Linked DNA regions of Mus musculus: regions 2, 3, 4, 5 and 6 are each linked to region 1. A link is a contact called in public HiChIP or PLAC-seq data. All regions are on one chromosome and are shown on one strand. Each heading gives the region's core, a stretch centred on a gene start, on an enhancer-like site or on the middle of the called end of the contact. The rest is flanking DNA. Distances are from core to core; before and after follow the strand shown.

Evidence for each region. HiChIP or PLAC-seq counts read pairs in DNA pulled down with a chosen protein or histone mark.
Region 2: a contact with region 1 is called in an H3K27ac HiChIP or PLAC-seq map of embryonic stem cells, with 4 times the contacts expected there. The contact joins the promoter of Hdc here to the promoter of Cep152 in region 1. A contact is called at or near these places in 8 of 39 promoter capture datasets (the 3T3-L1 cell line, 3T3-L1-derived adipocytes, HPC-7-derived erythroid cells and 5 more) and 1 of 115 datasets of contacts at active chromatin or transcription factors (embryonic stem cells).
Region 3: an H3K4me3 HiChIP or PLAC-seq map of pro-B cells shows a contact between it and region 1, with 7 times the contacts expected there. The contact joins the enhancer-like site here to the promoter of Cep152 in region 1. A contact is called at or near these places in 4 of 39 promoter capture datasets (cranial neural crest, embryonic stem cells, hippocampal neurons and 1 more) and 5 of 115 datasets of contacts at active chromatin or transcription factors (bone marrow-derived macrophages, embryonic forebrain, large pre-B cells and 2 more).
Region 4: an H3K27ac HiChIP or PLAC-seq map of embryonic stem cells shows a contact between it and region 1, with 5 times the contacts expected there. The contact joins the enhancer-like site here to the promoter of Cep152 in region 1. A contact is called at or near these places in 2 of 39 promoter capture datasets (the 3T3-L1 cell line and cranial neural crest), 2 of 484 Hi-C or Micro-C datasets (embryonic fibroblasts and liver), 6 of 115 datasets of contacts at active chromatin or transcription factors (bone marrow-derived macrophages, embryonic forebrain, embryonic stem cells and 3 more) and 1 of 9 other capture datasets (embryonic stem cells).
Region 5: a contact with region 1 is called in an H3K27ac HiChIP or PLAC-seq map of large pre-B cells, with 8 times the contacts expected there. The contact joins the enhancer-like site here to the promoter of Cep152 in region 1. A contact is called at or near these places in 6 of 39 promoter capture datasets (the 3T3-L1 cell line, cranial neural crest, frontonasal cranial neural crest and 3 more) and 5 of 115 datasets of contacts at active chromatin or transcription factors (embryonic forebrain, embryonic limb bud, embryonic stem cells and 2 more).
Region 6: a contact with region 1 is called in an H3K27ac HiChIP or PLAC-seq map of embryonic stem cells, with 5 times the contacts expected there. The contact joins the enhancer-like site here to the promoter of Cep152 in region 1. A contact is called at or near these places in 6 of 39 promoter capture datasets (the 3T3-L1 cell line, the C10 cell line, cranial neural crest and 3 more), 2 of 484 Hi-C or Micro-C datasets (B cells and Th1 cells), 6 of 115 datasets of contacts at active chromatin or transcription factors (embryonic midbrain, embryonic stem cells, neural tube and 2 more) and 1 of 9 other capture datasets (embryonic stem cells).

The regions. Positions count from the first base shown.
Region 1 is chr2:125,623,793-125,627,683 of GRCm38.p6, reverse strand. Cep152 (centrosomal protein 152) reads left to right here and starts at 2,571. Exons shown (of 28, transcript NM_001081091.1): 1 at 2,571-2,808. It overlaps Shc4 (SHC (Src homology 2 domain containing) family, member 4), which reads left to right. Exons shown (of 12, transcript NM_199022.2): 12 at 1-237.
Region 2 is chr2:126,617,155-126,620,982 of GRCm38.p6, reverse strand. Hdc (histidine decarboxylase) reads left to right here and starts at 2,305. Exons shown (of 12, transcript NM_008230.6): 1 at 2,305-2,465. The coding sequence starts at 2,414.
Region 3 is chr2:126,362,573-126,366,090 of GRCm38.p6, reverse strand. The region is part of intron 20 of Atp8b4 (ATPase, class I, type 8B, member 4); the gene reads left to right. Among named protein-coding and RNA genes, the nearest start is that of Atp8b4, 130 kb to the left of the region's middle. Within about 2 kb of position 1,925, at least 63 of the 459 cell types and tissues checked have an H3K27ac peak or open chromatin away from gene starts, as enhancers often do. A contact at or near this core is called in bone marrow-derived macrophages, where this site is marked.
Region 4 is chr2:126,427,362-126,430,858 of GRCm38.p6, reverse strand. It overlaps Atp8b4 (ATPase, class I, type 8B, member 4), which reads left to right. Exons shown (of 28, transcript NM_001080944.3): 8 at 3,432-3,497. Among named protein-coding and RNA genes, the nearest start is that of Atp8b4, 62 kb to the left of the region's middle. Within about 2 kb of position 1,393, at least 18 of the 459 cell types and tissues checked have an H3K27ac peak or open chromatin away from gene starts, as enhancers often do.
Region 5 is chr2:126,474,091-126,477,766 of GRCm38.p6, reverse strand. The region is part of intron 3 of Atp8b4 (ATPase, class I, type 8B, member 4); the gene reads left to right. Among named protein-coding and RNA genes, the nearest start is that of Atp8b4, 16 kb to the left of the region's middle. Within about 2 kb of position 1,901, at least 99 of the 459 cell types and tissues checked have an H3K27ac peak or open chromatin away from gene starts, as enhancers often do. A contact at or near this core is called in pre-B cells, where this site is marked.
Region 6 is chr2:126,521,825-126,525,706 of GRCm38.p6, reverse strand. It overlaps Gm26697 (a long non-coding RNA gene), which reads left to right. Exons shown (of 4, transcript XR_866700.3): 4 at 3,613-3,882. Among named protein-coding and RNA genes, the nearest start is that of Gm26697, 22 kb to the left of the region's middle. Within about 2 kb of position 2,421, at least 13 of the 459 cell types and tissues checked have an H3K27ac peak or open chromatin away from gene starts, as enhancers often do. A contact at or near this core is called in embryonic stem cells and liver, where this site is marked.

The sequences.
Region 1 (3,891 bases), core at 1,322-3,821:
GTGGTGTGAGCCGCACGCATGGGCAGTCAACACTGGACTGGTGCTGTTGTAGCCTGGGAGGCAGATGCTGCACTTTCAGATGCCATAGACACTGTTCACCAACCCTAAAAGATGTAAGAAATGTCTGCATGCGGTTTTAATCTCATAGTCTCAACCTCTATTTTAAAATGGTGGTTCATTTGCCTATAAATATCTGTAAATGAGTTTTCTTTAAAAAAATAAATGATTATTGCTTTATGACAGCTGACAATGTGTGGTGTTTGGGACTTAGACATTTTATCAGGAATGTGATGGATCAGTGTCTCTGCAGGAAACAGATGGCTCATTCAAACTGGGTAATTTGAGGCGAGACTAATAAAGGAGATTTAAGGTACAGGCAACGTATAGAGAAACCACAGGCAGAGTGCAGTGGTCTAGGGCCCAGGACAAGGGAGAGGGTGGGAACAGTTACTGATCATGGAGAAGGACTGTCTGACTACATGGAGGAGCTGTGGACAATACAGAGGTAACGGCTGATCTCGGTGATGCAAAAGAGATTAGCTAAGTCATTAATAACCTAATTTTTTTCTATTCCCATCTCTGATCTACTGGGATTCTTCACTGATTGAGATAACATAAAGGCAGAGTTGGGGGGTGGTGGTGGAGGGGAGCTTGTCTTGAAGGTCAGCTTCCTAGGGCACAGTGGAGTGAGACCAGAGAAAGCAGGGTCTCCTGCTGGGGTTCTTGGTGTTCTTAGTAAAACAATCTAAGAATGGACTCAAACCAAGCTTGAGGACAATGAGACTTAGAGTTCAAAGCAAAGGTTCAGGGTAGGCAAGCTGTAAATCATGGGGCTGCCCAGAAGAGGAGAAAGAGCCATGCTCTTTGAGTTTGGCTGGTTCACAGGTCAACCACACGGTGGACCAGCAGCAGGATGGGGGAGGGGGAGCTTTAGAGAAAGAGTGAAAAAGCTCAAAGTCCCAGAGAAAACTGACTTGGGCCAGCATCCAAAAGCAACAGCTGGGAAGCAAGAGGAAAAGTTAACACCTGCTGGGCTCAGGACTCACAAAGGCAGGTGGGCCCTGCGGAACTTCGTGGCGGATCCAGACTAAGTACACTAGGGACAGACATCCTGGAAGGAAAAGTACACTATCTCAACACAGAGCAAGTTATCCCCCTATGTCCCCTGCCATTCTCATGCACTATTGCATCGTAGACCTCAGCATGGGGCACTGGACATATCTTTCTCATTAGCCGATACTTGGATCACCTTCGACAAGTGCCATTTCCCCGAAGGCCTTTCATTAGTCTTTTCTTGACCAACATCTTCATTTGCCCATTCCTTCATTTATTCACTAATGAGTTAACACAGTTGTTTTGAGTGCCTAGCATGGGCCATGAAACATGAAGACAAATGCTCAAGTGAATACCCCCAAGACGTTCATATTGTTCTACCAGTGAAGCAGACACACGGTAACAGATCGTAGTAGAAGAGAAATCCATCTTCTCTTGGGGTCGGTATGCACCCTGTGTACAGTGGTAGGGAGATCCAGTTCCACTGAGTGACGTCATGTGTTTCGAGGGCTGAGTGGGTGAGAGGTGGGGCAATTGACTCGAAAAGCAGCCCAGGAGATGGGGTGGGAGGAGGGGAAACAGGAGCCATCCCAGAACTATTGGTAGTGCAGCCTTGTGACTTGGTTCTGTTTCTCTCACTCAAGCTCTTATTCTGTATCAGACCCCTAGCTGAGGGTCAATGTCAGCCGTACAAGGATAGGATGCAGGTGGCAGACTTAGCAAACAGCCAGATTTGGAAGAGCCTTGGACAAGTATCTTACTCCACACGGTACACAGGGGAAAGATTTAAAAAGATGTGGGCATCCAAGTCACCAAGTTCTTGGCATGCACTAGAGCCCTTCTTACCAAAGAAGCCAGAGACAGCAACTGTTCCAGAACTCAGGTCTCGAACATGCCAGGTCCAGCCACCCTCAACAAGCCAATCAAGAGACACACATTAAAATTGAACAGCCAAAGTGATATTTATCCATTGTGTTTGCGATCTCCAAGTTCGATGATATAATGGGATTTAACGACAGGCTAACATCTAAGAACATTCGCGGAAATTCGAGTTTTAGGGAGGAGGCACCTGGGAGCTCCTCCAGTTTTATCAGTAAAGAAACACAAATCTTAACCAGCCAAGTCTGAAGATGATGCCAAATTTAACAACGACCAGGGCTGGCAGTGGCACTTCAGAGAGCAAAAAGGGCCATTGGATGAAACTTAGACGTGTAAGGGGAAAAAAAGGAATGTCCTAGCTAACCTCTGGGAGGGCAAACAGTCCGCCGTATCTAAGCAACCGTAGTCCTCTAGGAGGCTTTTGTGATTGGCTCACTATTTCCCCAATGGAGGCTCCGGGAAGCTTCCCGCCGCCACTGGCGCCCTCTTCGAACAGCCGCGCTCTTGCAACTGCGGGCGACTTCTCAACCGACCTTGTGGGAGGCGGGTTTTCCGCCCCATAGCTCCGCCCAGCCGTCAGGCCCATCGAGCAGCGGCGGCGATTGGAGGAGGCGGCTGCTCGTCGAGTGGCGGGGTTCGCGGGCTAGGGTGTAACCGGGAAGGTGCTCGCGGCTGGAAGTCAGGGCAGCGGGTTGCGGGTTGCGGGAGGTGACTGCGGTCTCCCGGCCAGGCTGGCGGCTGCGGGATCGGGACCCGCGTTCGAGTCTCCTACACCGGGGCTGTGCTTGCTGGCTCCCTTCTCGATCTTCAGCCTGGGCGTCCCATCGGCAGACCTGTGCGCGCCCGTGGTTCTTGGACCCCGGGCCCAGTTCTTTGGTAAGGGCGCTGCGTGAGTACACCCAGTCGAGGGGGCTTCCTGTATTTTGGGGTTACTGTCTTCTGCTCACCTTGGTTTTCCATGCTGCTATCGGTACTACCGAGCTCAAGAGATTGTCATTGCCCCCTCCCTCCGTACTCTTTGTAGTAGGAACAGGATTTGGAAAGTGTCTAAAATAGACTGTTGCGTTCTGGCTGTTTCCACCCTGTAAGAGAAGTTAGTGTGTAAGCTAGTGCGTGCAGTTTTCTAACTCCCAGGGCAATTACATTTAGTCCATCTTGTAGTCATGCATTTTTCAGTGTGATTTAAGCTGAATTTCACTTCGTAGCTTCACAATTCTTGATTGTTTGCATGTAAATAAAGGCTGAAGTTTGAAGCCACAAGCAAAGGATATAAGCCATGCGCTCTGGAAGTGGCCAGAATGCACTTTGGATGGAGCAGGCATCTAGAGGAGGGCGGAGTCCTTATCCGGGAGTTGTAAGGTTTCCCACACCTATGATGTTTTCACCGTTTCATTACTAAAGAAACGGAAGCAGTTACGATTGCACAGCTGCCAGAGCTGAGGATCTTCAGTTCTTAATTGCTTACAGCCATATTACATCCTTTGGGATGCAAACAAACAAACAAACAAACAATTTGGAATGTAAACAAATAAAAAGAGATCTGCCTAAAGACCCTATCTACTCCGGTGGGAGTAGATAATAGTTTCAGCAGTTAAGAGATTGTCAATGCTCTTGCAAGAGGCTGTGAGTTCATTTCTTGCACCCAAATTGTATAGGTCACAACTACGTGTGACTCCGGCTCCAGGGGAATCCTAAGGCCTGTGACCCAATGGATATATTCACTCATAATGATGATGATGATGATAAATATTTTTGGAAAGGAAAATATACACTAAAGTTTGCTCACAAAACAAGTAAATATTTTTCCCTCTATGTGAGGGGGTGGAAGGGGGTGACCAAAAACTACCAGGGACAGTGCTGACAAGTATTGTCAGACAAGTATTGACAAGCTGGGTCAGAGGTGTAAGAGAAGACAGCTGTGCTTCTTGTATTCTTGTAGTGGGGTTAGGAAAAGTTTCC
Region 2 (3,828 bases), core at 1,056-3,555, 990 kb before region 1:
GCAGCTGGCCTTGGAAGCTATGAATTATAAAATCCGGATTCACCAAAACAACAGCCAATCACTGGTCCTTTTCCTTCTCACTTCCGGTGCTGAGGCCTTCCTGGAACTTTTTGTCTGGTGAGGCCTTTTTCTGCTAGGTAGGGTTTCTCTGAATCTATGCTCTCATGTCTGTGATCCATTCAAAATCTCCCACAGATATTCAAACTAGCCAGCCAAGAATGCCTCAACTCTGCCAAGGCCAGAAGAGGGTGTAAGATCCCCTGGAAATGAAATTACTCATGGTTGTGAGCTGCCACATGGATGCTGGAAGTCAAATCCAGATCCCGTGGAAGAGCAGCCAGTGCTCTTTACCACTGAGCTGTTTCTCCAGCTTAGTTTCTCAACTTCTTATTGGCAAAGCAACTTTTCTTTCCCTTCTGCTCCCCTCCCCTCTCCTCTTCCTTCCCCTCCCTCCCTTTCTCTCCCCTCCCTCCCCTTCCTTTCTCTTCCTTCCCTTCCCCCCCTCCCTCCTTCCCTACCTCCCACCTTTCTGTTTTTTGATTTTGTTTTGAGGCAGGGTTTCTCGGTGTAGCCGGGCTGTCCTGGGATTCACTTACACTGTAGACCAGGTTGGCCCCGAACTCAGAGATCTGCCTGCCTCAGCCTCCCAAGTCCTGGGAATTAAGTCAAGTGCCGCCGCCACCTGGCTCCTCTTCCCTTTCTTACGTGTGAAGTTTCTCCTATATACCATTCAAGCCCTGGCATATACCACCTGACCTCTGATTCAATCAATCCAATTATGACACTGAGTGGAGTTAGAGTCCAGACTGTGAGTTCAGCCTCTTTAGTCGGCTCCAACTTCAGCCACAGGTTCCCAGTAAGGAGTTTGCTACCTGTGCTTGCTACTATGTCTTTGTGGATTCCCACATCTTTCTTGGGTTTGATTAATTTGCTGGCGTGGCTCACAGAATTATAGCAAACATGATTACTTTTGATCGAGACAGATGTGATGACAGTTGGGTGAAGGGTGACACTTGGGGTGTGGAGCTGCCTTCTTTGGGTGCTTATCCTTCAGGTAGCCCTGCAAACATTTCAAATCTGCTCCAGAGGTACTTTTAAAAAAGGGAGATGGGAACTGGGGACCAAAGGCAAGGCCTCGGGCGGGCGTGCTAGGTGAGCGGTTTGCCACTGAGCCCCACCCTTGTTTAACCTTTAGCTCTTTCTCCCATTCTTCCCCCTGACCACCCCCCATGAAGTCTGTTGTGTAAGTACAGGTAATGCTTTAGACACTGTTTTTCTCAGATTGTGTTCAAGCTCTTGGGTGCAGGCATCCGCAGTCCAGAGCCTCTGAGGAACAAAGGGACCTCGATATAAAGAACAAAAAGCTCTTGGTATTCGGGAAAACTCCGAAGGATTTTTGTTGTTTTGTGGCAGTGTTGGGGTTCAGGACAAACACACCACCCCAGAATATGATTTCAGGAGAAACTGCCATCCCCGCCCCCACTAGTACGCTTCCTTTGTGTTATCTCGAGAAGCCCTGGACGTAGGAGGAGTTCTCAAAAGCTGTTCTTTCGTAAGAGATGGTCAGGAAGAAACGTTGATTAGGAAAAGTACTCGACTCAGGAAGAGGAGGGGTACAGATAACTGCTGTCACCAGAAAGATTTCCATCTGACAAAGTGGCAATTCTTCCCCCTTACGAATGTGTGTCCCGCACTCTGCTGCACCCAGGCTCCGCTCTGTTCTCCAGCTCTGCTTGCTGTAGAAGCGTCCATCCACTAAAGGGACTTCCAGATTTATTGGCACTGAACAGGTTTTTCCTCCGTTAGCTTAAACAGTAGTCGAGGCAAAGAACCCAGAACAAGTGCTATGTAGTAATGGATAAAAAGAATCCTTCATATCCTGTTGTTGATCTGTCCTGAGCTCAGCCTGGCTAGCTATGGGCTTCTCTGAGCCGGCTCTGCCCTCACCTCATAGAGAAGCCAGGGCAGGAGCAACTCCACCCTCTGTGCTACTTATTGTGAATGCCCTTGGCCTATTTCTGGCCTCTGAGCTAGGAGCTTTATTCAAGGCTGGGGCTCTATGGTCTGAATGCAGGGGCAGGGATGATAGAGGGCTCTTTTACCTTGTCTATCCAGAGCTGCTTGTAGGCTTGGGAGGCTAGGTGCCCCAACTGGTCTAAAAACACCATGTTCTCTGATTCTGTTGATCAAAGTTCAAATCAGAAAGGACGGGGACAAGAGAGGCTGAAATTAAGCCTGAAGGAAGGGACTTTATGGGGGCGGGGCTAAAGGAGGGGAATAGGGAACTCCTTAAATAAGAGATGCACTGGCTGCCAGGGAGTGCACAGCACAGACAAAGGCGACCAAGAAGCCCTGTTGACAGCTGCCTTCCAGCCTCCTCTGTCTGTCTGCCAGGAGGAGCAATCCAAGGGAGATGATGGAGCCCTGTGAATACCGTGAATACCGTGAATACTACCGAGCTAGAGGTGAGTGACAGGGTGGGTCTTCCCTGCTGTTGGAGGCAGGTGAGTGTTTGAGTTGCCTTGGGAGAGCCGGTTTGGCTTCAGTGGTGTTTCTCCTGAATTCTTGAACAGGATGTAGATCAGAGTTTTAACAGGTCCCTCATTCCCTGCCTCTCATGTGCCTACTTCTGTGATTGCTGCCTGTGTCTTGCATTTTGTTTCCTTCTACCTGCCCACAAAATAAACTATCTGTATTTGTGATCCACTCAATTGCCTTATGAAATAGGAAAAAAAAAAAAAAGACTTAAGCATTTGATAGCCCAAACTCTCTTAATATTCATTTCTCTGTGTAAAGTAGTTTATTCTTTTAGTGTTCATGTTTAAACGTTCGCCAAGTGCCCACTTGTATACCAGCTTGCAGGGAAAGCAAAGCCAGGTACCCTGTTTTCAGGCCTGGCTGTCCACAGGTAGGGAAGTGCTTAAAGGGGATTTGTAGGAAGATGAGGATGCATCCAACAAAGTGACTTGTGACATGATGAGTTTGGTTCTGCTTCTTCTGTTTAGTACGCATTAACTGAAATACACATCAACTTAAAATAAAGGTTCTTTTAGAAGCCTATGTGACAACAGAGAACTTTGAATGTCTTTGTAATTTTGTAATAGTCTCATCTCCACTAGAGGGGCCACAGTGTATGAAACTTCTTGGCTGTAAGTTAATATCTATCCTGCTTTAAATCTCTTTTCTCTCTTCTCCCCTATCAACCTTTGTAGGCAGACGCGTATTAGCGTATCATGTGGCTTTTCAACAGTGCACTTAGCTGAGAGTGTGGGTTCCTATCCTGCAGTGGGACACATTTTCCTATGAGACTGTCTGGGGATGAGTGCCAGCTCTCTCATGTCTACTGGGCACCACTCAGTGCTGGGTGCCCAAGGCTGTGGTGGGCTGAAGGAGTCAAGCTCTCTGGTGCCTCAGTTTGTCTAGGCCCAGTTCTGTGTGTAGGGACTTTGCAGAAGCTGAGGTAGAGGGAATAAATCAGGCTCCTTTTCTTCTCTGCTCCTTTGCTCCTTTGCAGGGAGAAGGGGAATGGGAAGGGTTTCTGGTTGCTCATAGTAGGTGCACATCTAGAGGGTGGGAGGCCATGAGAGAGAGCCCCTCTGAAGGGTCAAAGAACAACTGGCCTGCAGTGGCTTCACATGACTGCTTCCCTTTCTGACTAGTCTTCATTCTTTTGGTGCATCTATTTGAGTGTGGAAGCCGTGTGACAAGCCCTGAGTGCCAGCAGCAGGGAGCGGTGGGGCTCAGGTCTCTTGGGGTCCAGGTTGGTCACAAGCTCTTGGTTGGGCTCTTAGTTGTACTTTAAGTATGTCCCACGTACCTCAGAAATTT
Region 3 (3,518 bases), core at 676-3,175, 740 kb before region 1:
GGTCTACAGAGTGAGTTCCAGGTCTACAGATCTACAGAGTGAGTATACAGAGAAACCCTGTCTCGAAAAAAACAAAAACAAAAACAAAAAACCAAAAAAACCCTCAAAACACCCTAAAAACACGTTTTACTTTAATGAGAAGAAAACTATTCAAAGGAAAATAATTACATCTAGGTGTAGCATCTCACACGCCCCGGGGTTACCTTGCTTAGCTGACTGGCTGGCCATGCTTATTCTAACTCAGACTTGGAGGTTCCATCATGTTTTGCATGTACCATGGAAACAATGTATGATAGAAAATTCTGCAGGCAGAGTGAATACCTTTCCAGAATGAATATGCTTCCTATGAAACTCGAGGGGAAAGAGCTCCTAAGGGGAACCATTGTTTGGAGGTCCCCGCTACATTCCCAGTCTTGGCGATTTATATCTAAGCCCACAGCCTTGGGGATTAAAATCATAAATGTGTGCCCTTTCATGTTCTTGTGCTATGTTTTTGAGTTCATGCAAAAAAAATGTGTTGAAAGAGAAGGATCTGAGGGAGGAGCCATTGGATGGACAATATGTACATGCTTGTAGTTAATCCTGTCCAATGTGTTTAGATGTCGTCAACATCGATGAGTAATGTTCATGCCACGCAGCACGCACATAACATAGTTGTTAGCCATTTTTGGACATGTGGAACCCTGATTGAGTTGGTTCCCATTGATGCTTTAGTGTTGGCAGCATGCCCACAGGTTTAAGTTAAGCCCTATGTTGGCCACAGGCCCACAGGTCTACAGTCATCCCTGTGTTAGTCTCATGCCCACAGGTCTACAATTAAGTCCTGCCAGTTTCTGAGGTTATTTCATGGATTCTGTCATTTTAACAGAGCATGTATCTTCTGCTGCAAGGAAAATAGACAATGAGGTTTTGATCAGTCAGACAAGATAACGCATCCAGTGTTTCATTTCTGAGCCACCATGTTTTGTTCTCAGAAAAATTCATTAAATGACCCAGCTGCCTCCAAGTACCCACGCAGAGACACTAGGACTCTATAGCCCCTCTCTAAGCAGTAAAATCTTTAATCACTGGTACCTCTTGTAAATGGCTCTTGGGGCAGGTACTGAAAATTAGCTGTGTGATGTAGGCTGTTTATAAGATATTGGCCAGTTAGGAGTCCTTTCGTGGAGCAGAACATAACACTGACTGTGATATCATAGAGTCATTAATGACAGTAGCGACCAAATAGGTTTGAATGCTCAAGTTCTGTTATCCCGAGTAAACTGTTTTAGTAGGTCAGGTTTCTTCTCATAAATTGTAACACTCTAAAGCATTACATTTTGACTTCTGATGTGCATTTTGGTGCACACAGTTCCCTGTTTTCAGGGGGTTGATCGCTCTCTGAGCCGGTCCCCGATTTCTGATCGACGATAAAGGATCGACGTCTTTAACAGTCTGTGGGGCAATGAACTGGAAGCTTGAACTAAAAAGTTCACTCACTTCCTTTCTTCCTCACTCTCTGAAGGGCGGTGCTGTCTCCTTCATTACTCTCTGGTGGCATATCTTACTCCAACCTAGAGATAGCCTGTGGCTGGCTGTATATGTAAAGCCATTTGTTTTGATAACCAAGAACTAGGAATTTGGAGTCCTGGATCTGCCCCGGACTAATCAAGTGGCCTAAAGTCAGATAGCTAATCTGTCAGAGGCAGACCCAAGTTTCCAAGGAACAAGCAAGCTCAAAGCTCTGGCCTTTTACCAAAGTCCAAATTATTTTCCTTTAAACATAATGTCATAATTTAAATCTATTTCCTAACAGATCTCTTTTACTTCCTGCATCTAGAGTGCCAGGAAAGGACTGAGGAAAATGGCTCATCCCTCGCACCCCCTCTCTCCTTTGCAGGCTGAATGCATGGCTGAGCACAGCGCTCCCTCCCTCCGCTGTAGTGTGTTCAGATGGTATGGGCTGTGAGTGCTCTAGTCAACTCAACCCTGCCTATGGTTCTGCATTACAGCATTGTACTAAACTGCCCTCATTACAAAGCCTAGAAGGCAGAGCCCTTCTTTTCACATCTGTTTGTATTCTGAGGTCCAGTAGAATGTCGGATGCCCACACACTGTCCATCTTCACCGAAAGGTACTATGTGTAGCTTTCTTCCTTCCTGATGAATTGCATTTGCAAGAACCAGCTTGTGTTTGGAGAGCTGAGTTCCAGGAAGTAAGAGAAAGGACAGCTATGAACACCCACCCAGGTCTTACAGTGCACTCATTCCAGTCTGGCAGGGAGTGAAGGCCTTGGAGGGTGGGGGGAGCATTAGCAATTTTAGCAGAGCATAAAAATTGTTCTTTTTCTGCCTGGAAAGGGACTTGTGTCACATGTTAGGGAGACATTGTTGGGGAAAGCTCCTAAATAAGTAGAATTTCAGCCAGTGTGTTCATGAACTTCACCCTCCCTTGGAATGTTTTCGTTTTGCAAGGGGGAAATAGAGGTTGAGTCATTTACACAGCAAATGGGAGCCTCACCAAACAGGAAACCCTGGGAGATGTTTTTTTTTTGCTTCAGTGCCTTCTCAAAGCCCAGTTTATGAGATCTGCAGTGCCGTCAGAGACACACATTCATGTCTGGTATCATTTCTCCCATTCATCAGATGGCGCTGCCAGTTTTCATGACCATGATGAGCGTTCATTGGGTTGCTTATCTACCGAGGACATTGGAGCCTTCTGCTTGCAACAGTAATCCTCTGTGCCTGCTCTGTCTCCTTCCCCACAGTGCATTTCAAACAGCCTTCTAACCTTACACATCCTTTTGTTTGTTTCTGCAAACTGCCTGCTAACTGTCTGATATCATCCTTGGAACCAAGGCTGAGTGACAAGTCTAAGTGCAGGCACGATTTTGGTCCCGGACAGCAGAGGGCAGTGTTGAGCCAGGAAACAAGGTGACCTGCCTTTGCTTCTGGGTCTGCTTTTGTAGTTCATACATAAACTCTTGGTGATGCATTTTTATATGCATCACTGTATGTTAAATAACTCAAAAGCTGAAGGCATAATGCTTGTTTTAATATGACCATTCTCTCCCATCAGAGGATCTTCAGCATAAACTCATTGTAATAAATGCTTTCCACACTGGGCAGGACATCAAGAAGACAGTTCATTTTGCCATAAGTCGAAACATCTGCTAACCTATTCTTCACTTTCTGTTTTCTTCTGGAATTCATCTATACATGTAGTGGTATATTCACATGCAGGGGCTGGCTTGGGCATCCTTCTGCAGGGGACATCTGCCGGTATTCCTATGATGGAAGCTACTGTGGTCATGCCAACAGACCTGTTATTTATAACCTGGTCACCCACAGGTCTTCTGGGTGGGAATTTACCTTCCTATTAAAGACATTATCACATTTTTTAGGAGAACAGTAGAATGCCAGTTCTAATGGGCTTATGTCATCATATAAGCTACTGATTAGGTCTTTAGCATTGCGAGGAATTTCTATTTGTAAAAACCCCATGTTTGGAGTTTGGAGTTTCTCACAAGGTCATTGTTA
Region 4 (3,497 bases), core at 144-2,643, 800 kb before region 1:
GTGAGCTTTGACCCATGATACACTAGTTTTTAGAATTGGTATGTTGTTCTGAGAGTAAGGATAATGTGCATGACAGCCAAGACGAAGAGCTCTGCAGTCTAGAAAGTCCTGGGAGCTCCCAAAGCGATGCTCACAATCGCCCCACAAATGCATCTTTCCCTCTGTTATGGCTCTGGTATCCCAGCACTCACACACCTGGATGTTCTGAACAGCAGCAGACAAAACAGACATACCGAGCAAAGCATGTCTGAGAAACATTTCTGTTTCTCACAGATGTCATCCTAGAACCCAGGGGCCACCACAGCAGAGTACTAGTCTTGATCAGGGCGGTGGCATTTTTCTAGTCCCACAACTTAATCCTGGAGCATTTTCAAGGATGATGCCAACACTCTAGTCTCAGGCTCTTCAAGTGGGTTGTTGACACTCACCATGACCTCTGATGGCCTCTGCTGGATATAGGGGAGTCCCTTTCCCTTTTCCCTCACAGATTTGCATAGGCAATGAATTGATTAAGTTATGAGAGTGTTTTTTATAAGTTCTTAAGAAATTTCATGGCTGTGGATTGATACTATTCCTCAGTGTTTTCTTTTCTTCTTTAACTTAACGAACATTTACACCCAATGAACCCTGGAGACAATGTATTTGGCTCTGAGGCCTCAAAGATATCCAGTAGATTATTCTCAAGTTTCTTCGGATGGGAATACTGCCTTTAAGCTTCCACTGGGTATCTGCTCGGGTTTTTCTCTTGCCCAGGAAGGCTGGGGGAAAGGTGTTTGTGTTGGAGCATGCTGCATGCTGCTTCCTATGTGGAGTCATAGCTGAATCCTTCCACCAATAACTGATAAAAGAAAAGACTAGGGGATAATGGAAGGTGGCGTTGGCCTGGTCCAGCTAGGCATCTGGACAATCACACTTTCTCTCCCTGTTGTATGTCTCTGCTATGGCCTCTCGGTAGTTTGCTCACACTACTAGCCCACCACCTCTGACAAAAGCTTGACCAAGGACTAGCAAGGCTATTGCTATAATTCTTTGCCCGTTCCCTTTCAGGATTATTGCAGAGTGCCTTAGAAAGTCTAACTCTAACTGTGTGCTAGATGCCTTTCACAACTTACTCTGCTGGATGGACACCATCAATCTTGTTCTCCCACACACACTCTTTAATGATAACTAAAAAAAGCCTCCAAGGAAGATGTTAGCAGTAGGGAAGAGAAGAGGGTGTGAGTGAGGAGAGGAATGGTCAGCGATATCAAAGGTGACATGAGAGGGTTTAGGAAGAGGTAGGAGGGTAGGTTTCCAGGGAGACAGAGTAGGGAAAGTTAGACAGGAGGGTTAAGGTACTCCCGTGTTCCAGTCTAAGTTGGGTGAGTGCTGGTTAAGAGACCTTAGCCACTAGGTGGCAGTGGAACCTTAGTCGCTTGTCTGAGGTTGAGGTGGCTCTGCCCCTGGTTTACTGCAGAGGAAGCATTAAACACAGCCAGATTCAATATTGAACAGTGACATTGCATTACCATCTACACAGAGCTCTGAGGAAAAGCTACACCAGATACCAACAGGCATCTTTATCCATGCACCATAAAGAGTTCTAATTATGCATTATTACAATAAGGAATTTTAGCTTGTGTTTAAAGTTATCTTTCTATCCTTAAGATGATAGCCGTAGCTCCAAAGGGCATTCACCTTTACCGCTAGCATGCCGTCTGCCAGGACATGGTGAAACTGGAACATATGACCGGAGATCAAGGCGAATCTACCCCCCAGCACAGATTCTTTTTTTTTTTTTGGGTCAGGATTAGGTGAGCGTTAGTGTAAGAGTGGGCCCCAGATGGACATATTCTCTGAGGGGGTTTGCATGGAACACACCGAGGGGCTCACAAAGCAGTTTCTGCCTTGACTGGCTTCTGTGGTGATTCCTTCAGAGCTGAGAGAGTCACCAGGATGCAGGGGCGTTTGTTCCTCTGGGAGCTATCATGGAGCCTTCATTTAAACAACTCTCATTGTCCCCCCCGCCCCCCGTTTTTGATAATTTAAACAACCCAGACAATTAACTGAGTGGGTTGATTTTGAACTTAAAATCTAAGACTTGAAGATAAAGCCATTATAATGTCTTTCTAAATAAAAGATTTTAGAGACTTGGACTGTCAACCTTTCAGATACACGTAGAGGTTTGTTAGGCTAAAGTTTCATAAGTTGCTGAAACTTAGGTCAGTTCTTTTTAGATGAATCCTCCAGAATTACATTTATTTTTAAATAAGAATTTTAATTTGAGAAAAAAACAAAACCAGCCAGAATTCTAAAAGTGAACTGTGATGTATTTTCTTCCTCCCCCTTTTGACATCTTTAGATGTTTTATTCAGTAAAATGTAGCAGAATTTTGGATCTTATTTTAGTATTTTTTGGAGTCTAACTGGGACATATTACCTTCAAAACTTGGTTTTATAGCACTGGTCACCACTGCTCTTTTTTTGTTTTGTTTTGTTTTCCCAATATAACATTTCTATTGATTCCCTGGAAATTTCACATCACGCACACTGATCAAACTCATTTCTCAGTCCTTCCACCCTTATGATCTCCCTTCAGGGAGGTAAAATAAAAAAAGTAAAAATAAAAATGAATAGAACCCCCTTAAGCCCAATTTGCGTTATCTGTGAACTCACTGGAGCATGGTCAAACTGTGACACCTGCCTCTCAAATAGGACTGAGCCCTTCCCGGCCGCACTCACGCCAGCCGTCAGCTGTGGAGAGTTATGCTTCAATGTCACCATCCACTTGCAAGAGTTCATTTTGGTGGCTTCCTGTCTAGGAGATGGCTCAGTCATTAAAGCCTAGGCTCACAACCAAAACTGGGTTGAAGTCTTTTCTAAAGCGTCATTTTCCAGAGCACCCTCTGCGCTCTTTGAGTGGGCCCCACTTTCTCTTGTCTCTCTCGTGTTTTACTCTTTCCCATTGCTGTGTGGGCCCCGCTTTCTCTCGTGTTTTACTCTTCCATCGCTTCCTCATCTCTTCGCCTTGCGTCCATGTTGCTCTTGTTTACTTTCATTTCTTCTTTTCTTTGGTTTTCCTTCTGTTTTATCCGCGCGTTCTCACCCTCTTGACTCCTTTCCTGCTTTAAGCGGCTCAGACACCAGCACACAAGGAGGGTTAATTCGCTCATTTATTGGAAAATGATCTCTGTTTTTCATAAGAAATTATTAAATCCAGAAAAATAGAATTCATATATGACTTTCGAAACTGGCAACCCAGATCACTAGTAGTTTGCACGTTGCCAGGAGACCTGCTCATACCCTGATGGTCCCAAAGCATGGGCACACAGAGTGGGAGGTGGTGCCTCCCTCCTCAGTGTTGCCAGGGCTATGAAGGAGGGGTGATGCATGGAGGAGAGGTTTCAACAACCCTGATTCTTACCTGTCCCTCTGTATTGGTTTCTCAACCAGGCTGACCTGCTGCTCCTGTCGAGCAGTGAGCCACACGGTCTCTGTTATGTTGAAACAGCTGAGCTT
Region 5 (3,676 bases), core at 652-3,151, 850 kb before region 1:
GGAGTTTCCTCCTTGGATGAGCCAATTTGAAAGAATGCCAACCCAGTGAGGTACTTGCCAGCTTCCTGTTCTGTGCAAGGCATCAGCAAAGGCAGGACATTTTCCATCAGCCTCCCTGTGGATCGTGATAGACACTCAGTGGATAGTGAAGGCAAGGATGGTAGCCATGACTGCTTAACACTCACGGTGCTTCCCAACTAAAGGCTGTGGACCTGCACATATTACTAAACTACCATACTCACACATGTGATCTCCTGACAGCAAGTACTTTCGTCGTCTTGTTTTATGTGAGAAGACATCGAGGTACGGAATAGTCCATGTCAGTGACCTTCTCAAACGTACATAGAACAAATCTGTTGGTACTGCTGTGAGGTGATTAGCATATATTTCAGTCTTCCAGAGCATCCACTCAGATGAAGGAAATGGAGCAGTGTCTACTAACCCATCGCAACCAAGAAATTTGATGGTGGGAAGGCTGAGACTGCATAAGGCTGGTTTCCACAGTCTATGATTTTGTGTATGATTAATATGTCTTTCTTTTGAAAAGTCCTAGAAAACAAACAAACAAACAGAAAAACAAGTGTAATAAAACAAAACAAAAATCAACCTCTCTCCCCAACCAAACTTGCCCATTCTCCACCTCCTCCCTTCCTGTCATGGACCCCGTGGAAACTGGTGATTTGTTTTTATTTTATTTTATTAAAAAGTAAGGCTAACTATTTCATTTTTATTTCAATTCAGGCTCTGATAATGTTAATGTTGGCAAGTTAAAAACTTGTTTTTGGAAGGTGCTGGGAATTGAAGTTGGGACTGGGCTTATGCTAGGCAGTACTCTACTACTGAGCTATGGCCACAAGTGACCTTATTTTTGTACTCTAAAGATGAAGAAAGGTAGAGAACTATAGATTTTTCAAAACAAGTCCATACAATGTGCCTGTGTTTCTCTGAGACCAATTAGCTCAGGAATAAAATGTCTTGTGGATATATAGATGATTTATTGTACTTTTAAAATAGAGATAAAAATAAATTCTAAGTTCAGTATTCCTAGAGTGCCTGCTCTCCACCTAGCAACATGGACATTTGCTGCTTTACTTTACAAAGAAGATCTGAGACAGTGTCCAAACTGAACACAAAGCTCAAAGGGATTAGGAATATGTGAGGATATGGGTGCTGGCTTCTTAAATGACTGCAAAACACATGTGCAAGGGAGCTGTTGGCTTATGATAGCGGTGTGTTCTAGGCCAGTGGGATTATCCAGCAAGGGAGTACAGAGTCTGCTTCCCAACTTCAAGGAGCGCATACATCTACACAGAAAGAGAAGACCAGCACACCAGAATAAGCCAATAGTGAGAATGGAGAGGAGAGGCTAAATTCTAATTGTGTTATGGGGTCTATTACATCAGGGAGAGGAGAACGCAATGTTAGCGAACATTTTGGAGGAAGTTTTGATAGAGTAAATGGGAAATGATCTCAGTCTCATGTGCTTATTTGGACTCTCAGTGTTGGGAAGGACAACACTGAGCAAGGGTCAAGTGTGCCATGTGAAGTCACTGCAGTCCAGGCAGGCGAGATGAAGCTGCGTGAAGAAGAGTGTCACGCTGGGCATGTGATGCACGCCCATTGTTCCAGACCTCTAGGGCTGAGGCAGAATTTCTGCAAAGGCAAGGCAGGCCCTGTAGTTTGTATATGGGTGACAGACTCCTAGTAGCTGGGGAGCCACCAAATAAAATAGAGTTATTCGTGGCCTACAGATTAAATAAACTGCAGCTTAGTGCTGAGCAGAACCCTGGTGTGGCAAGAGTTGTAGATTTAGAACTTTGTTGTACTTAGGAGGAGATGTGCGATATTGAAAGAAAAGGGGAAGTTGTGGTGATGGCTGGCTGTGCAGCGAGGGGCAGACACTTGGGGCTGATGAGACAGAAGGAAGGAGGGAGCCTGCGGAGGGGAGGGGAGCAATGACTGAGGAGAACAGGGAAGAGTAAGGTGGAAGTTTAGGGAAGGGAGCAGCTCAGGAAATGGGTGGCTAATTGGTTCTAAAGGTGGGCTCCAAGGGGACTGAGAGCTACGGGGAAACCCTGTTGATCACGACCAGCTGGAAGACCTTAAGAAAGTGATTTTAATCTTCCTCCTCTTTGACAATCCATCAGGCTATACATGGCATGCAAAATATTATTTCCAAATTATGGTGCCTTACTTTCAAACTCATCACTGACCTTAGGATATATTCTATATTACCCAGCCATAGACTGTCATTGTCTAGCAGTGTCCTCTACATCTTAGGAATGTAGGAAACTTTGTATGAGGTCAGACTTTAAACATGGAGGTGCAACTTTACAGGATTAGATGCACAGATTACTATAAACTTGGCATGTTAAATGCCAACAAATGTTAACAACATTGCAATGAATATAAAATCATACAAACCTTATATACACAGGAAGTATCACAGGCTCGATTCACTGCATGATAAGATTGGAGAGGTTCTGATGGTCAACATCATGCACCTAGCGTGTAGTTGCTGTACTAAACACAAACTTGGTTGCATTGGTAAAGATCTTGAAGGCAAACATGCAACGGTCACATTCTTCCAACTATCTAGCACATCTCTCAAAGAACACATAATAACACAGAAAAATCATTCTTCAACCCTCCTAATGCTGTGACCCTTTAATACAACTCCTCATATTATGGTGACCTCCAACTGCAAAATTATTTTTGTTGCCTCTTCATAACTGTAGTTTTGCTACTGTTACGAATCATAATGCAAATATCTGTGTTTTCAGATGGTCTTAGGTGACCACTGTGAAAGGGTTGTTTGACCTCCCAAAGGGGTCTCTACCTACAGGTCAAGAACTACTGATGTAGAGGTTCATAGTCTAATTGAACTTTGTGACCTGGTCCAAGACTCTGACAGAACTTGACCAGTGCAGTTAAGTCACACCTGTAGGGAATGCTACTCTTATGATTAGCAACTACATTTGGGTTCTACTTGCTCAAGACTGCCTCAGCAGCCACTGCAATGTGTCCCGTATAAAGAAGATATCTGGTTCCTCCCACGGATAGTCATTGGGAAGTTGTACCCAGGGACTGTATTGAATTGTGATAATGCAGCAGGATGATATTGTGTGGGTTGGGAGACATCCTGCTGTGTTAGCCATGAATCACCCCTTTTGTAAAGTAATGTTTTTGACTTTAAGTTACTTCACTTTATACGTCCAAGTGTCAATGTAGAAGGGTTCCTGTCATTGTTGTGACTGGATAAATAAATACCCGAAAGAAACAACCTAAGAAAAGAAAGCTTTCTTTTGGGCCATAGTTTTAGAAATCTTAAAATATTTTCTGTGAGATAATATACAGTTGGAATTAGAAGAATTAGGATAGGTGATCCCCGATGGTAGGATTTCAGAGTCCTGTTAGAGGTTGGCTGCTTCCGGATGGATTTCAGTTAAGACTTAACAACTGAAAAGACGCAAGAGGAAGAAAGGTAACCGCCCCAGTGAAGAGAACCACAAATTCAGTTTTCTTTGTAGTCACTGCCCTTATGAAACAGGGCAAAACCATCATGTGAAAAAAGTGGGGCAACTTAGCAACAATTTTGAAGCTAACGGGAAAACCACTCTCTCCAACCGTCACCAAGTGGTTTTTCATCATGTTTTGCAGTTTTATCAGCTCAAAC
Region 6 (3,882 bases), core at 1,172-3,671, 900 kb before region 1:
AGCAACAGCTCTCCAGTTGGACTTAAAGACTGCTCAACAAGAGGAAAGTCATGCCTGACACTAGCAACCTTGCCAGCAACCCAGATCATGGATCCTGGAGGAGAGCCTGCAACCACACTTTACCAAACCAGCACGGTTCCTAACTACACTTTAAATATTTGTCCTTACATCCACAGGGAACTGTACTCCCCACTCCTCTTCAAGGGAACTTCTCTTTCAAGATCATCACAGAAAACCACAGCCAATCAAGATGCAGCCACGGCTCCGTAAATGGAAGAGCAGAAAGATTATAAGAGCCGGAAGTGCAGGGAATTTGCTCTGTCACTGTTTTCTAGGAATGTTAGAAACTACACTTGTGACTTCTCACCAATATGACGGTCCTAACCTGAGCTGAACAAGGACAACAGCAATAGACATGCTAATGTGGTTTGCTGGGAAGACCAGAGGCCTCGATACTATGCCAAGGACTACAGACTTGCCATAGAATGCTGAGAATGGGAAAAGCGGTCTTCCACAGGGAAGAGCACACCAATTGTTATTCAATCAAAGGAAAACATACATACTAGTAGCATTATACAGACTGAGCAGGGTGTAGTTAGGTATTTAGGAGTATACATGTATATTACATGTATATACACATATGCAACAATGTGTAGCAACAATGAATGATAAAAGAGGCCATGGATTTGAATGAGAGCAAGAGGGATGTATGGGGGCGGAGCTAGAGGCGGGAAGGGAAAGGGGGAAGTAATGTAGTTATACTATAATCTCTAAAAAGGGAAACAATTAAAATTATAAGTTGCTATAGGGAAAAATAGGCTAGGGATCTAAACAGAGTTTTTCCAAAGAAAATATAAAGATCACTAAGAAGGACCTCAAAAAATGTTGAACACCTTTAGCAATTAGGGAATTTCAAACTCAAACAACTTTGAGATTTTATCTCACCCCAGATAGCACAACTGACAGGAAATGCTGCCCAGGTGAGGGGAAGAGGACCTGGCATTCACTGTTGTGCAAACACAAACACAAACACAAACACTCTGAAAGTCAGTATGGAGAATCCTAAAAAAAATGAAAAACAAATCTGTTGTGGGAAATACTTAAAAAAAAAAACAACCAAACAACCAAACGGCCCATCTTGAGCTATACCCAGCTACTCTCTGCCTGCGGTCTCTCTGCCTCTAGGCTAGCCCCATGGGGCAGTCTGGTCTTCCCAGCTCCAGTTCTGGTTCAGTTCACTTACCTCAGAACTGCTTGTACCTTCTCAGCCATCCACCCCCTGCAGCTAGTTGTCACAAGTCCCCTTAACCCAGTAAATCAAAACTCTATGTCCTCATAATTAATCAGTCAGCTTTATATATATCAATAAATTCTCAATCCACAAGATGCCCACACAATAATTTCAGAGACAATTGATAATGATACAAGCTGCCCCCCTAGATTAGACAAGTTATCCCAATTATTCTACCCTTTTATGATACTCATAGCTACCTGTGGCTGTTTAAAGCTACGCGGAATCTGGATTGTCTTCCTCTCCCTCCATCTTCCTTCCTTTTCATACCTGTCCCCTTTCTGTTGCTAAAAATCCTTACCTGCCTTCTTTTTCCACTGCCCAATCACAGGCTTCTTGTTGTATATTTAAATTAATTGGGGGAAAATTCTGCTATGCAAATCTACTGTATGACCAGTATATGCCCAAAGGATTCAGCATGCTAGTCCACAGACACTTGCTTAGCCATGTTCACTGCTGCTCTGTGCACACTAGCTGGAGGATGGGAACAATCTGCATGCCTGTCGTCATGGATGGGAGTGAAAATGTGGTAACATACACAATGGTATACTATTCCTTCTACAGAAAAAGGAAATCTTGAAACTTGCCGCAGACCCTCTGGGTCTCTTTGCCTGCGTGGATCCTCTGGGGCAGGTGGGCAAAGCATCAGAGAGTGACAGACAGACCAACACTTGAGATTGTGTAGAATCTGAATGTATTGTGTCAGGTCGAGCATTAAACTTTTTATACCAAAGAAATAACAAGAAACCAGGCAAAATACAATCCACCAACTTACAGTGACGCAATACTAAAGGAATGTATACATCAAAAGAAGGTGGGGACCAGGCTGCTGTCGCAAAAGAAGGAAGCCAGGTGTAAACTAGTCTATTGTTAATCCCACCACCAGGGGTTCTGCACTAACAGACCTTATCATGAATATTGCAATACCCCAACACCCTATTTCCTGGGTCTACAGAAGAATATGCCAACTTGCTTTTAATGTGAAACTCACTATACCTAGCTGTAGAGAAGATCTCTGTCTCAGTGGGATTCCCTAGCTCTATTATTCCCTTGTTTGGGTGACAATTGCTACTGTCCTTGGTAAATATTTTGCAGACCAGTTCTGAGCTACTGGCTCTGTCTTTTGTAATGCTTAATTAGTAACTGAATAGGTAACTTCCTTTCTGGACCTTGGAACAATGGGGAGACGTAACTATAACAGAATTTAATCTTAAAAGGCATTTATAATAAAATATTAAAAGAGAGCTCATAGATCCATACACCAGACAACGTGGGAATAGGGTATGAGTATGTGGGTAAATGATAATGCCAAAACTCCAGGAGGTGAGTTTCTGTGAAACTCTTTGCCTCTTGAGTGGCTTTTAGGCTTCTCAGCCTGTCAAGCGGACTTCACTGGAGTGTGTGTGTGGCAGAAACTTTCAGGTAAATGGACAGACCCAGAAAAGACTATATTGACCCAGAAAGTCACATGTTCCCACTCTCCCGTGCTCCCAGTCCTCAGACATGAATGCAACACAGAATAATCACAGAGACTGGGGAAGTATAAAGGGAGCGCGTGGGAGTATGAGGGACAACAGACTATAGGGGATATGAAGGGGATATGGAAAATCGGGACAGGGGTGCCAATGGGGGCCACTACAGAAGAAGGAGGAGGAAAAGGCGGCATGCTTTACGCTGTAGTTGTTTGATAACGCCCCAAGGACTCATATTTTTTTATGTGCACCTAAATCATAGATATTTAAATGAAGTTATGCTACTTGGGTTGACAGTGTTCATCACAAGAACCATAGAATAACAACCCCCTCCCCCGTACCCTCTTTTAAGATATGCACAGGACTCCCAAAACAATACAGATTATCAGTGATGCCTCCAGGGCCTGAGGGTAGGCCTTTACTGCTGAAGACGTTAGTTACATCCGTAGGACATAGGACAAGCATGCTTTGAGCTGGATCTAACTGAAAGCCTCCTTCCTGTAACCTGGCTTGCATAGCACCAGAAGTTCTTTTGTGAGCGGCCAAGGGAAGGAAACAATTAGTCCTACCACCCCGCCGTGATGATGCGGAAGGAGCCTGGAAAATAGCCAGCATGACAAGCTAGGTATAAGGGAGCAATAAGGGCACTCACACGTTGGTGGCAACCAACAGCTGCCTAATAGGACTTTATGCCGACTTGACAGGAAGGAAATCATGTCTGGTACTGGAACTAGGCCAGGTTCCTGGGGCTAGTGAGGTCACGGACTTTAGAAGAGAATCTAGTACCACCAGTTTACTAGACCAGCATAATTCCTAACTATGTTTTAAATGTTATCTTTGTGCCCACAGATAAGCGCCTTCCAATCCTATTCAAAGAAGCTTCTCTTTACACCAATGCGGACCGTTACAGAGCACCACAGCTGGACATAAGAGGGAGACAATGGTTCCCGGGAACCCGAGTGCCCGTGGGCAGAGCATCATCACAGCTCCTGCATCTCTGGCCCAGGAAACACAGAGGAAGAGGTGGTGGGAAGACTACCAGGAAGTCTGCCATGAGACTGTCTCTCATAGAAATGGCTGCACAAACAGGACCAGAACAACGGGCAGTATCAGGTGAAA